Regions from separate parts of the Gasterosteus aculeatus genome. Here all the other regions are linked to region 1. A link is a contact called in public Hi-C data. All regions are on one chromosome and are shown on one strand. Each heading gives the region's core, a stretch centred on a gene start, on an enhancer-like site or on the middle of the called end of the contact. The rest is flanking DNA. Distances are from core to core; before and after follow the strand shown.

Evidence for each region. A called contact is a pair of places that touch in the nucleus more often than the background predicts.
Region 2: a contact with region 1 is called in a Hi-C map of skeletal muscle, with 3 times the contacts expected there. The contact joins the promoter of aktip here to the promoter of irx3a in region 1. A contact is called at or near these places in 3 of 6 Hi-C or Micro-C datasets (skeletal muscle and tail fin).
Region 3: a Hi-C map of tail fin shows a contact between it and region 1, with 2.9 times the contacts expected there. The contact joins the promoter of irx5a here to the promoter of irx3a in region 1. A contact is called at or near these places in 4 of 6 Hi-C or Micro-C datasets (skeletal muscle, tail fin and whole body).

Annotation. Positions count from the first base shown.
Region 1 is chr12:18,793,617-18,797,162 of fGasAcu3.hap1.1, reverse strand. It overlaps irx3a (iroquois homeobox 3a), which reads right to left and starts at 1,825. Exons shown (of 2, transcript XM_040166330.2): 1 at 1,076-1,825; 2 at 1-465. The coding sequence starts at 1,294.
Region 2 is chr12:18,997,934-19,001,479 of fGasAcu3.hap1.1, reverse strand. aktip (akt interacting protein) reads right to left here and starts at 1,553. Exons shown (of 11, transcript XM_040165052.2): 1 at 1,220-1,553; 2 at 759-837; 3 at 348-472. The coding sequence starts at 395.
Region 3 is chr12:18,615,495-18,619,040 of fGasAcu3.hap1.1, reverse strand. It overlaps irx5a (iroquois homeobox 5a), which reads left to right and starts at 1,846. Exons shown (of 3, transcript XM_040167696.2): 1 at 1,846-3,546. It overlaps LOC144385340 (a long non-coding RNA gene), which reads right to left and starts at 684. Exons shown (of 3, transcript XR_013451587.1): 1 at 1-684.

The sequences.
Region 1 (3,546 bases), core at 576-3,075:
TGAATGCAGGTCGTCCTGGTCGTCCAAGTCGTCCTTGTTCTCGATATTTTCCGTGTCAATGTTCTCCAAGTCGATCTCCTCCTCGTCCTCCCTCTTGTCCCCCTCCTCCCCCTCGTGATCGCTGCCGTAAACATTCCCCTCTTCGTCGGTGCGGTTCCGCGGGGCCCAGGTCATCTTGTTCTCCTTCTTTAGCCTCCGCCTGGCGTTGGCGAACCAGGTGGACACCTGGGTGAGGGTCATCTTGGTGATGATGGCCAGCATGATCTTCTCGCCCTTGGTCGGGTAGGGGTTCTTGCGGTGCTCGCTCAGCCAGGCCTTCAGGGTGCTGGTGCTCTCCCTGGTGGCGTTTTTGGGTCTGGACGGGTCGCCGAACTGATATTGGCCATATGGATAGAACGCAGGGTGATGGTGGGCGAAGCCCGGGTGCTGGACACCGGGGCTGTCTTTGAGTTCATACTGAGCACCCTGCAAAGACAAAGCATCACAGTCAGAGGGATTTATTAGACTTAATTAATTATTCCCCATCATACATTTGACCAAGCCACACATTACGGGAAGGGATTTTAGAGTAATGCAACAAAATAAGGTCATTATTGAGGTGTAAACAAACAACACCCCAAAACATTTTTTATTTTTATTTAACTTGAACACGTTTTTTTTTCTACCAAAAGCGTGGCAACTAAATACAACTATTTTATATTTGAAATATTCTGTATATTTACAACGAAAAACTTTACTTTACTTTAATGCACGTCTTCCCCTGCGTGGCCTGTGTAAACCGTCACAGCGCGTCGCAGCCTTTTATAAACATAACTTTCAGGGAATGATGTAACAATAAGTCCTATGCACACTTTGTTAATATGTTACTTTTTAACCACTTTTGACTTACAAATAGATCCCCCCCCCTACCTCTCTCAGCTTTAACCACATCGCTCAAAAAGTTGACGCTCAAACGTCTCTTGCGGAACTGTTCATTTATTTTCATTTGAATTGCGAAGCAATATAAAAAAAACAACAACAACAACAACAAAAAAGTTCTATCGAAGACTTCGAAAGGGGGCCAAAAGTGACTCACCAGCTGATTGAAAATTGATATATCGTTCGAGTAGGGCAGAAACGCTCCGTAGCCCTGCGCTGCTGCGGCGAAAGGAGATCCGTACATAGTGGAGAGGACGTTGGAGAGCGCGCCGGACGGACTGAGCTCCGTCCCGGCCCGGGCGTTGCTGGCGATCCCCTGGCGCTCCGGCGGGTATATCGGTCGGATGTACTGATATCCCAGCTGTGGGAACGACATGGCGGCGGGGAAGGGGAGGGGGGGGAGAAGAAAGTCTGCTGCGATCACACAAAGCAAAGGATTTGCCTCGATATCCACTTTTACAGTGTGAGCATGTGGGCAACAAAAGGTGCGAGCAAGGGAAGTCTATATTTCCTCGGTAGCAGCCAGTGTAAACGATCCGGTTGCGCCCCTTATTTCTTGCTTTTCTTCTTCTTCTTCTTCTTTCCACCCGCACTTCCCTATTGATCTGGATGGACTAAGGTCAGGTCCTTACAGATTGCTTTAGATTATTGGGACTGCCTTGCTCAGATTGACATTTCTAGTCGTTTAGAAGCCCCTCCCATTTTCTCAAATCTCACCCCTCTCATATCCACCGCTCGCCGACCAGCCTCTCTCTCTTTCTCTCTCTTTCTCCCTCCCTCTCTCTCTCTCCCTCTCTCTCTCCCTCTCTCTCTCTCTCTCCCTCCCTCTCTCTCTCCCTCTCTCTCTCTCTCTCCCTCCCTCTCTCTCTCTCTCTCCTCTCTCTCACTCCCTCCCTCCCTCGCTCTCTCTTCTCGGATAAGTGCGCTGACGTCGCGAGCTCTTATTTGAATGGGGTTTCAAATCTCATTTTATGGCTCGCCAATCTATTTCATTTGTTGTTTGTTGTTCGAGTCCGTCCCACCGCATTGTTTGTGTTAATTCTCAATTTTGCCCGTTTGCACAACAGTAAGCCGTGAGATGTCTACGACTGATTAACTTCTTCTTTTGTTTCGTCTCTAGTTTTCTTTTTAACACAAAAGTGCACTTTTATTCTTGGACACTCGAGTACATCGGTTAAAAAAAAGTAAAATTAGTTCCCTCTCTTGTAACAATTGGAAAATGTTCACGCACATTTTTTTAAACCGACATTCCTCTATATTAATAAAAAAAACCATGTCAGTTGGCAGTTTCAAAAACTATTAAATCACAAGAAAAAAATCAGAAAATAATGAATATGTTTTTAACTACTGGCGGTGCTCACGCTTTGTCCTGGCCGTGGATCACAGGCTATACACACCTTTTTAATCCATCACTATGTCACCGTGACTGTGTTTTCCTACACCGGTTCGGAGGCGTTATGGGCGAATCGGAGTCAATTCAGGACATCAAACAGGTCGCATGCAGCTACTTGACATCAAAGAGGGAGCTGTTGATGGGCGCATTACACTGTTAATGAAGAGTAAAGTGCAAAGCAGCAACAATGACGAGTAATAAACAAGGTAGTGGATTGGCCTGAAGATGTGTATTCCGGGGGAAACAATACTCTGACTTCAGAAAGAATGAGCAAAACATATTTATAAATAAAAAAATATATTTTGAAAATTATAATTGTTATTATTAACGAACCCAATAACCATAATAATGACACGTGATCGTAATAGTAATAATAACAGCAATGGTGTAACCGAGTAAATAAACAGATTGCTCGGTACAAAGCTTAAAACAAGACGTTTGAGATACTTGTCTCTAAATCCGCTCTAAAACCAAACGATCATCCGGACAGACTGCACTTGAAGAAAATCCATTCGATAATTTTGATGCAACCTGATGTTTCTTGTAAATAATTCGGATTAAAACAAAACAAGGGAGTCAAAATTGAAATTCCGCGAATCAATACACAAAAGTGTGTACGGGACAACCGTAATCGCATTTGAACCGATTTTATACCAGCATCTGTTTTGTTAATCGTTCGCAAAACAACTGCAGAGGTTGAATCATTATTCCACCCACTTTATATGAATATAAGTCTTAACGTATTATTGACGGCGGGATGAAATCTCATCAATCTCATGTGTAGTTTTGATAATGCGATCCCGGTTTCCAAGAATTCTAAACTTGTATAAACCTTTAATCTTCTTTGGAAGCAGATAGTTATCATTGTCTGGGGGGGGGGGGGGGGGGGGGGATAATAGCAGCTATAATTTCATACATAGAACAACCCCATACGGATACGCCTTGTGTCTGTAAAACTCTGTCCTGAATCTGTGTGTGTTCTTCGCCGACATCCACCCCAACCCGGATTATGGGGTTATTAATTACAGCGGCTTGCTGGTGCCATCCGACCGGAATGGTAATCACTACATAGCAGTCAATAGCACGCGCACACTTAACACACGCGGTCATGCGCGCGCGCGCACACACACACACACACACACACCCACACGCACGCTAAGAGAGACGTAAGATCGACCTGCAAACGGAGGGGGTCCAGACAGAGAAGTGCAGGGTGGTTAAAGATAAATGCGTAA
Region 2 (3,546 bases), core at 304-2,803, 200 kb before region 1:
ACCTGATGCGCAGGCACCACCTCGTCATAAGATGACATGATGCGGGGAAAGAGCTTTGAGCACAAGGAAAGTGTCGTACAAGTGCAGCCCATTTACCATATAGTGTTAATTACTTGGGAGAAAAAGTCAGGTACCGTTTAATCTCCAAGTTGATCACAGATGTATGAAATTTATTGATGATGCAAAAGGAACTTTGAAGGATCTTCTGAAAACTTTAGCAAGCGTATGATCCATAAAGATAAATCCATATTAAATTGTTTAAGAATGGTGCACCCTTGCAAAACTACCATGTCAAGCTCATCATATGAACACTAAACAATATTATAGTACAATGTTTTGAACTTTACCTTACGACTTGAATTGGAAGACATGCTCCAGAAGGGGTTTAAGTTCATTACTCATCCAGAGGTTCAGAATGGTGTCCCTCTTTCTATGTAGATCCCACGACAAGAGCTGTACTGGCCATCCAAAACTGTAATGACAAAAGAAAGAAAAGACGCTTGACACAAGTGACTGTAGCTTCCGTTCAAAAGAACACAGGTCAAGTATTCAAGTATACAGTCAAGTATTTCATACGGATCTCGTGTCATCTAGCAGGTTAACACTATGGCAATACTTCATTGCAATTTCATAGTCGTTATCAATCTGTCTTATCAATAAGTGCAGATGGAAAAACAAAATGAGAAACGTTGACAATCGCTATAATGACAGGGGATGTGAGGGATTGTTTGGGATAGCTTAGCTCTGTGCTAACTTACGTTAGCTGTTTTCATGAAGGAAGCGAAGAGTTTGATTGCCATCGACGTTTGGAAAGTCAGTTGTGTAGCAAGTTGATCGCTGTAGTTTGTCGTCGGGTGGCAACACCAGAGAACAGTGTTTGAATTTCAATAAAATCTGCTATTAATATCGTGGCATTCCTGACAGGATATCGAGTTTTGTACCATTCGTCATAACGGTGCTAACGTTGCGTTAGCAAACAGTATAGACTTAACAGAACGTTAGCTTGCAGCTTAAACTCTAACCACATTCTCCCTCAAAGCCTAAAAGCAGGATGTGCACACACAGACGTTGTCACACCTGTTTTCCTTAACTAAGGTTAACAATGTATTAGTTATAGCATTAGCTTGCAATGCTACTTTTAGCGTTGCCAACACATTGTCTAACGTTATACCTTTAAGTTAAACTGTTGCGAAAGAAAAAACTATGCGATGAAACTCACCGTATTTGTCAGAGAGCTTTACAATGAGCTTTTAAGAGCGATATTAACGTGTGTCCTAGCGTATGTATCGCTGAACTGCTCAGCTGTTCGTCAGTCCTTTAAGTGTCATACCGGCTAACTAGCTAACATTGGCTAGCTAAATAATTTGACAGACAGAGAAACCAGAGTTCAATCTAACAACTGAGGGGGCGTTTCGGCGTATGGCTTCGGATTTGTATTGGTCTACAGGATAAACTTCTCACATTTCATTTGCTGGTTTCCTCGTCACGTGAGTAGGGAAAGTAGTTCGTGGAACAATGGCTTGCTGTCAATCAAACCGTGAGTACAGTTGCTGTGTTTTTCTTTTGTGGAACAAGAAAGAAAGGAAGATACGGTGATTTATTGCACAATGAAAAGGCGTTTTTAACAGAAGACATTTTTCTTATCTGACAAACCACAGGATAACCTAATTCGAGGGACTTTTAATTTAGCTATATTAAATTAAATGGAATAGTTGTAGATGATTGCTCGGGATGTCTTATATAATAATGAATATAATGTCTACTAGCGGTATCTGCACTGCTGCTCGTTGACTAGGTTAATCAAGTTGCAATGAAAAAAGTGTTATTGTTGTATTGTTATTGAAGTCTGTCGTGTCCGTTAATAGTTAATTCATTTCCCCAAAATGGTATTGACCCATTTTCTTTGCGAAAATCAACATGGCTGTTTACTCCAGGGTGGTTCATTTTAGAAATATTTCATATTTTGCTAAATTAATTGGCTAAATTCGAGGTTGAATAAACATTGTTAATAGAGCTACTGTTAAATATTTGAATGTAACGTTAGAGTCCAAAATAATACATCTATTTTCTGCTTATCCTCTTCAGGTGCCATTATTAAATGTTATTGGAGTTTTTTAACACTGAATATCAAGTGCATTTTTCTTTTTTCATAACACTTTTCCTCCGGATCATAATATCAATGTTTTTTTTTTGTGTGTCTTTTTAAACGACATTATCTGTTCAGTGTCCCCTAGAAAAAACGCTGCAGGCCCTCTGATGAATAATAAAATAATAAACACTTTTCTATTGCCTTAATTTCAATGTTTCAGTGCACCTCACAGCCATAGTCCCTTGAGGATAAGACTCAAGCCATCTGCGTCACATATTTCTTTAGTATCGACCATGCTTCATTGGCAGTTCATTCTGCTGATTGATTGATTTCCTAACAATTACCCCTAATTATTTTTCTGGGTAAGAAAAAAAAAACTAATTTAATGCATGGGTGATTACATTAATTGGGAGAAATGACATTGTCCAAGTTTCAGAGTAAATACAAATTATTGACTCCATTATTGTTATCTGATTGTGTATTGTTCCAAGTACACTTCACTGACAAAGGTAATTAGTGTCCTGCTGCTTCATTGGGGCAGCCGGCAACGCAAGGTCACCATCACTCTTTTGACATGTACAAATCAAAGATCACCTCAAAACAAATAAGTTTATGCCTGGTTTGCCTCCATCGACATTGAGATAAACTGTCTGACACAAACAAGGGGGCAAATATTCACACCATTGGTTTTGTAATGAGTTTTTTTGTCTTTGCCATTGATTCTTTATCTAATCAACTATTGTGACCTTGTTTGGTCAAACAAATACTCTAATGAATGTAATTAAAATGGGGAGATTGGATTAACTAATTGAATATGTGACCGTTATGAAACCCGTTGGAGCTGTGTTTCCTTAATACTGGAAATATTTCAGCATCTGCTATTTGGTGGGAGGTCAATTATTATACCCTTCTCGGGCATTAAGCTTTATTTTGATTAGAATATATATATAAAGCAGTAAAGGCTATATACAAAATATCAAGTTGACAGGGGCCACGGTGATGATGAGCTACAGTACTGCATGTGAATAGTATCATATCAGCATCAGATCCCTTTTTATATTTGCAATGTAGATCAATGATGTAATGGTATATTTTATTATCTGATTTTTCCTGTCTGAAAGATTTATATATATTGTTTTTTTTCCATCTGCGTGCCGTCAGCTGAAATTCAAATTTAACATGAAATATGTTCCCTGCTGTAGGTCCATTTCTTCAGAGACTTTTAGGCCGATGGACTCAAGTCTACAATTGCGTTTAAATGACAGTTAAAAATTACAATTGGCAGTCCCTGGTGAAGCCTGTCTTCACAGCATAGACATAAAAAAGTGAGAAAAGATGATTCCACATCCAGATAATATGTAATAACAATGTTAGTTTGAATAAAGAAAGCCAAATCTAGATTCAAATGTAATATTCATTTTAGAAATATGAACAACTGGGGAGTAAAGAATACAAAA
Region 3 (3,546 bases), core at 597-3,096, 180 kb after region 1:
TTTTTTTTGCCAGGGCATTTGTGCTGAAACAAAACAGCGACGGCGGAATACTTCACCAGCATAACATAGGACCATGTTGGCATTGTTGTTTCCTCCGATTATACATGACACGCTAAATAAAAAGGGGGCTGATTGGAAGAGGGAAACCTGATGCCTCGGCGGTGGGACAAGGACAAACGTTCGAACGAGCACGTGCGGAATGCAGAGTGGCAGCAGGAAAGCGGCAATCTACATGTCTAATGCCGAGGATGCTTCCTATTCGGTGTTTATGAAACATGGCTGCCGGGACTACAGAGGTAAGGGGATCCGCCATCAAAGTCCGCCCTGACTAAAAACAAAGAAGAAGCGACAATGCTGCAGTGGAATGCGCGGCAGAACATAATACTCCACGTCCTCCTCCTCCTCTGCTCCCTTAAGCGGTCTCATCTGATTACAGCGTATAGCAGGGCCCCTCAGTCCCGCTCCTCACTGCCGCGAGTAGGAGGCACAACACAACTTGCCAAAGTGGCCCGGGAGGAGAGGGGATGTTGCGGAGGAGACCGAGAAGCAGAGAAGAAGATGGGGAACAGGTAGAGCGGAGAGGGGGTGCAAAGTTGTTTTGTGGGTCCGCGAGCGAAGCACAGACTGGATGTCTGACGATGGCGACGGGGCAGCGGATCGTTTACAGGCTCCCTCAGCAGCCCCCCCTCCCAACCCACCACCCCCCCCCGCACACGTCCGTCTCCAGCCACAGAGTTCGCCCTCTACTTAAGGCAACAAGAGTCAGGCTCGGCATTACAAGCCTATTAAAAGATACTTTTAATTATGCCCCGCTCTCCCGGGATCACTTCTTCCGTGAACTCTGTGTTTCTTTGGCATGTGCACTTAGGAATGGCACAAGCAGAAGCACGTGTTGTTTTCTCCCTCCAATTAAAGGGCATGTTGACAGATTAGGGCTGCTTCTGGTTTGTGCTCCACTAACGCATTTAGGGAAGATGATGAACATGGAGCGAGGGGGAGAGGAGGGAGGGGACTTAAAGAGAGAGAGAAACCGAAAGAGAGGCTGATAGAATGAGAAAGAAGAAAAAGAGAGAAGGAAACATGCACATGAACCCTGAGGGATTAATGTGTTTACATTACCTGGGCTGTGATCTATCACCAGCCTCGTCAACTTCCATTATGCGTCACATATTTAAGCAAGTAACAGACCTGGGAGCCCCTGCAACTCACTCATACTATTTCTATTGGATTAAGTCAGAGCAAATATCTAGGGCACAGCTCCCACACCGTGGTTTTAGCATTCTGCTAGTCATTTGATTTGTACGTTGTATCACTTTACCGTCGCGAAAAGGCACTGCAGGAAGGAGCCCATCCTACATGCCTGGAGAGCTTTAGGCAGTATGAGATTTCGCCGATTACCATACGGCACCTATAGCATCTTCCAAACAAACCCGCTATTTGGGCCTCGCGAGTCTGGTTAGACAACAGCCAGGCGCGGGAACGCTCAGCGTCAGAATGTACTCACTCAGTAGGCGGATTCACCATCTGAGATACATGCGGTTGTCGTTTTGTGAGAGCAGGCCTGGATTGTGTGTTAAACACTCGGGAGGTCTGGCATCACTGTGTAGATGCTGACACTGGAGTCTGCAGCAGGGTGAAGGAGGCCACAGTCACACTACGAGCTGCAGTCAATATCCATTTAGTCACTGATGCTATTGGCTCGTTTCTGAAATAATAATATTACGGGTAATTTGTCTTGTCGTGGAGGAGGGAGAATTATCCTTTTTATAACATCCCTCATTTGGAATAGCGGGTCGCGGGCGAAGCTGTGGGTACAAATGTAAATAAATATTTTTGATAAAACACTGGGAAATCAATGGGTGCTTCCTGCGATCCATCTGGAGCGAATCAATCATCATCTGCGCAGCCGGCAGTCTGGTGCGGGAGGACGGCGTTGCAGTGAGAGAATGGTGCAATCTTCTTCTGATACCTCTCATTTTGGAGTCGCTTCTCATAATAGGGTCATCATTTCATCACTTAGCCAATCCAGAGCCCTGCCACTCAGCCTTGCAGGGATCATGGGGAGCAGGGAGAAAGGGGGGTGGTGGGGGGGAGGCAGACAGGCCTCATCAGGAGTCAACCGAACACACACTTCTGCTCCATACGTCTTCATTCAGGTCAATAAAAGAAAAAAAGAGATCAAGAGAACCGAGAGGAGATCAGAAAATGGATTCCCTCTCCTCAAAGTCATATTGGCTCATTGTGTCATTTTTCAAAGTCAAGTAAAATCATCAAATCACAATTTGTGTATCAGCCCATGAGCAAGCTGAGATGCACCTGTTAAAACACTAAAGCTTTCAGTGTGAACAGAATCATCCCGAAAACCAGGAGAATGCTAATTTAAGTTGAATAAAAGAAATGTTATAATAATGCAAAACTGAGCGTAAAATATGACTTTGTTTAAATGTAATTGGGGTCAGAGTCAGCTAAGTGTACGTGTGTGTGTGTGTGTTTGTTTGGGGGGGGGGGTGCATTTCACTGCTTGGTGACATTAGAAGACTTCCTCAACATGGACCTCAACAAATAAAAAACACACAAATTTAGAAAACAGCTGTGTAACTATATCAGCTGAAGCTATAAACTATTAACACAACAATAATGCCATTCATATTCATAATGCAAAGATAAAAGGGGGGAAATGACTTCTGTGCTTTAATAACAATAAAAGCCAAGGATGCCATTTGTTTAGTCAAATAGCATAGTGCATATGTGTTTAATCATTTAATAACCCCCCCCCCAAAAAAAAAAATAGAAATGCAAGGTCAAAAATAAATTACATCCATTATTTGCAGCAGATCTCCCCAAAGCATTTGGAGCGAAAACTGTTTTGAATTTCAATTGGCTTCCAAGTGGCAAAAGCCCTCAGCTAATACATCAAAGAAAAATTGGTGTCAACTAATCGGTTTAGGACACAGATTTAGAATGGTTAAAAAATCCCATGAATACTTCAAGCATTTTATTCTTTCCCCTGAATACCGCTGAAAAGGCTCGGGGAGCCGTTCAGCTGACCTCGTGCGCGCCAGAAACCTGTCGACGTTAACTTACTGTTGAACTCGTCCGGACGCGCAATTAGTCCACCTCAACGCATAATGTTGCGTAATAATGGCCCCTATATCCAATTTAGATTACGCGCGCTCCCTCGGGCGTCGTAAGTGGCGCGCATCGTCTTTCATTCGCACCGTCTTTGCCACGTAAAGCCCTTTTCATTCGTCAATCGCGCGCTCGTTTTCTCTGGGGAAGAAAAAAAAAGGACGACGACGCGGTGACGAAGAGGAAGCGACACAAGTTTAGACGTCGTCAAAACAACATTTATGGCGATTTGAAATCGGGTCGCCTCATTTGCGACGGGAGCAGCCCATTTTTTTTAACGCATCTAGAACGCATACGCAGCATTTCTAATGCTTTTTTTTCTTTTTTAAAGCGCAAAATGAGCAAGACTCTACTCACCGACACCTCCTCCTTTATCGGGGCAGTGCTGAGAGTTGGGAGCAGTTGCCATGACCAACT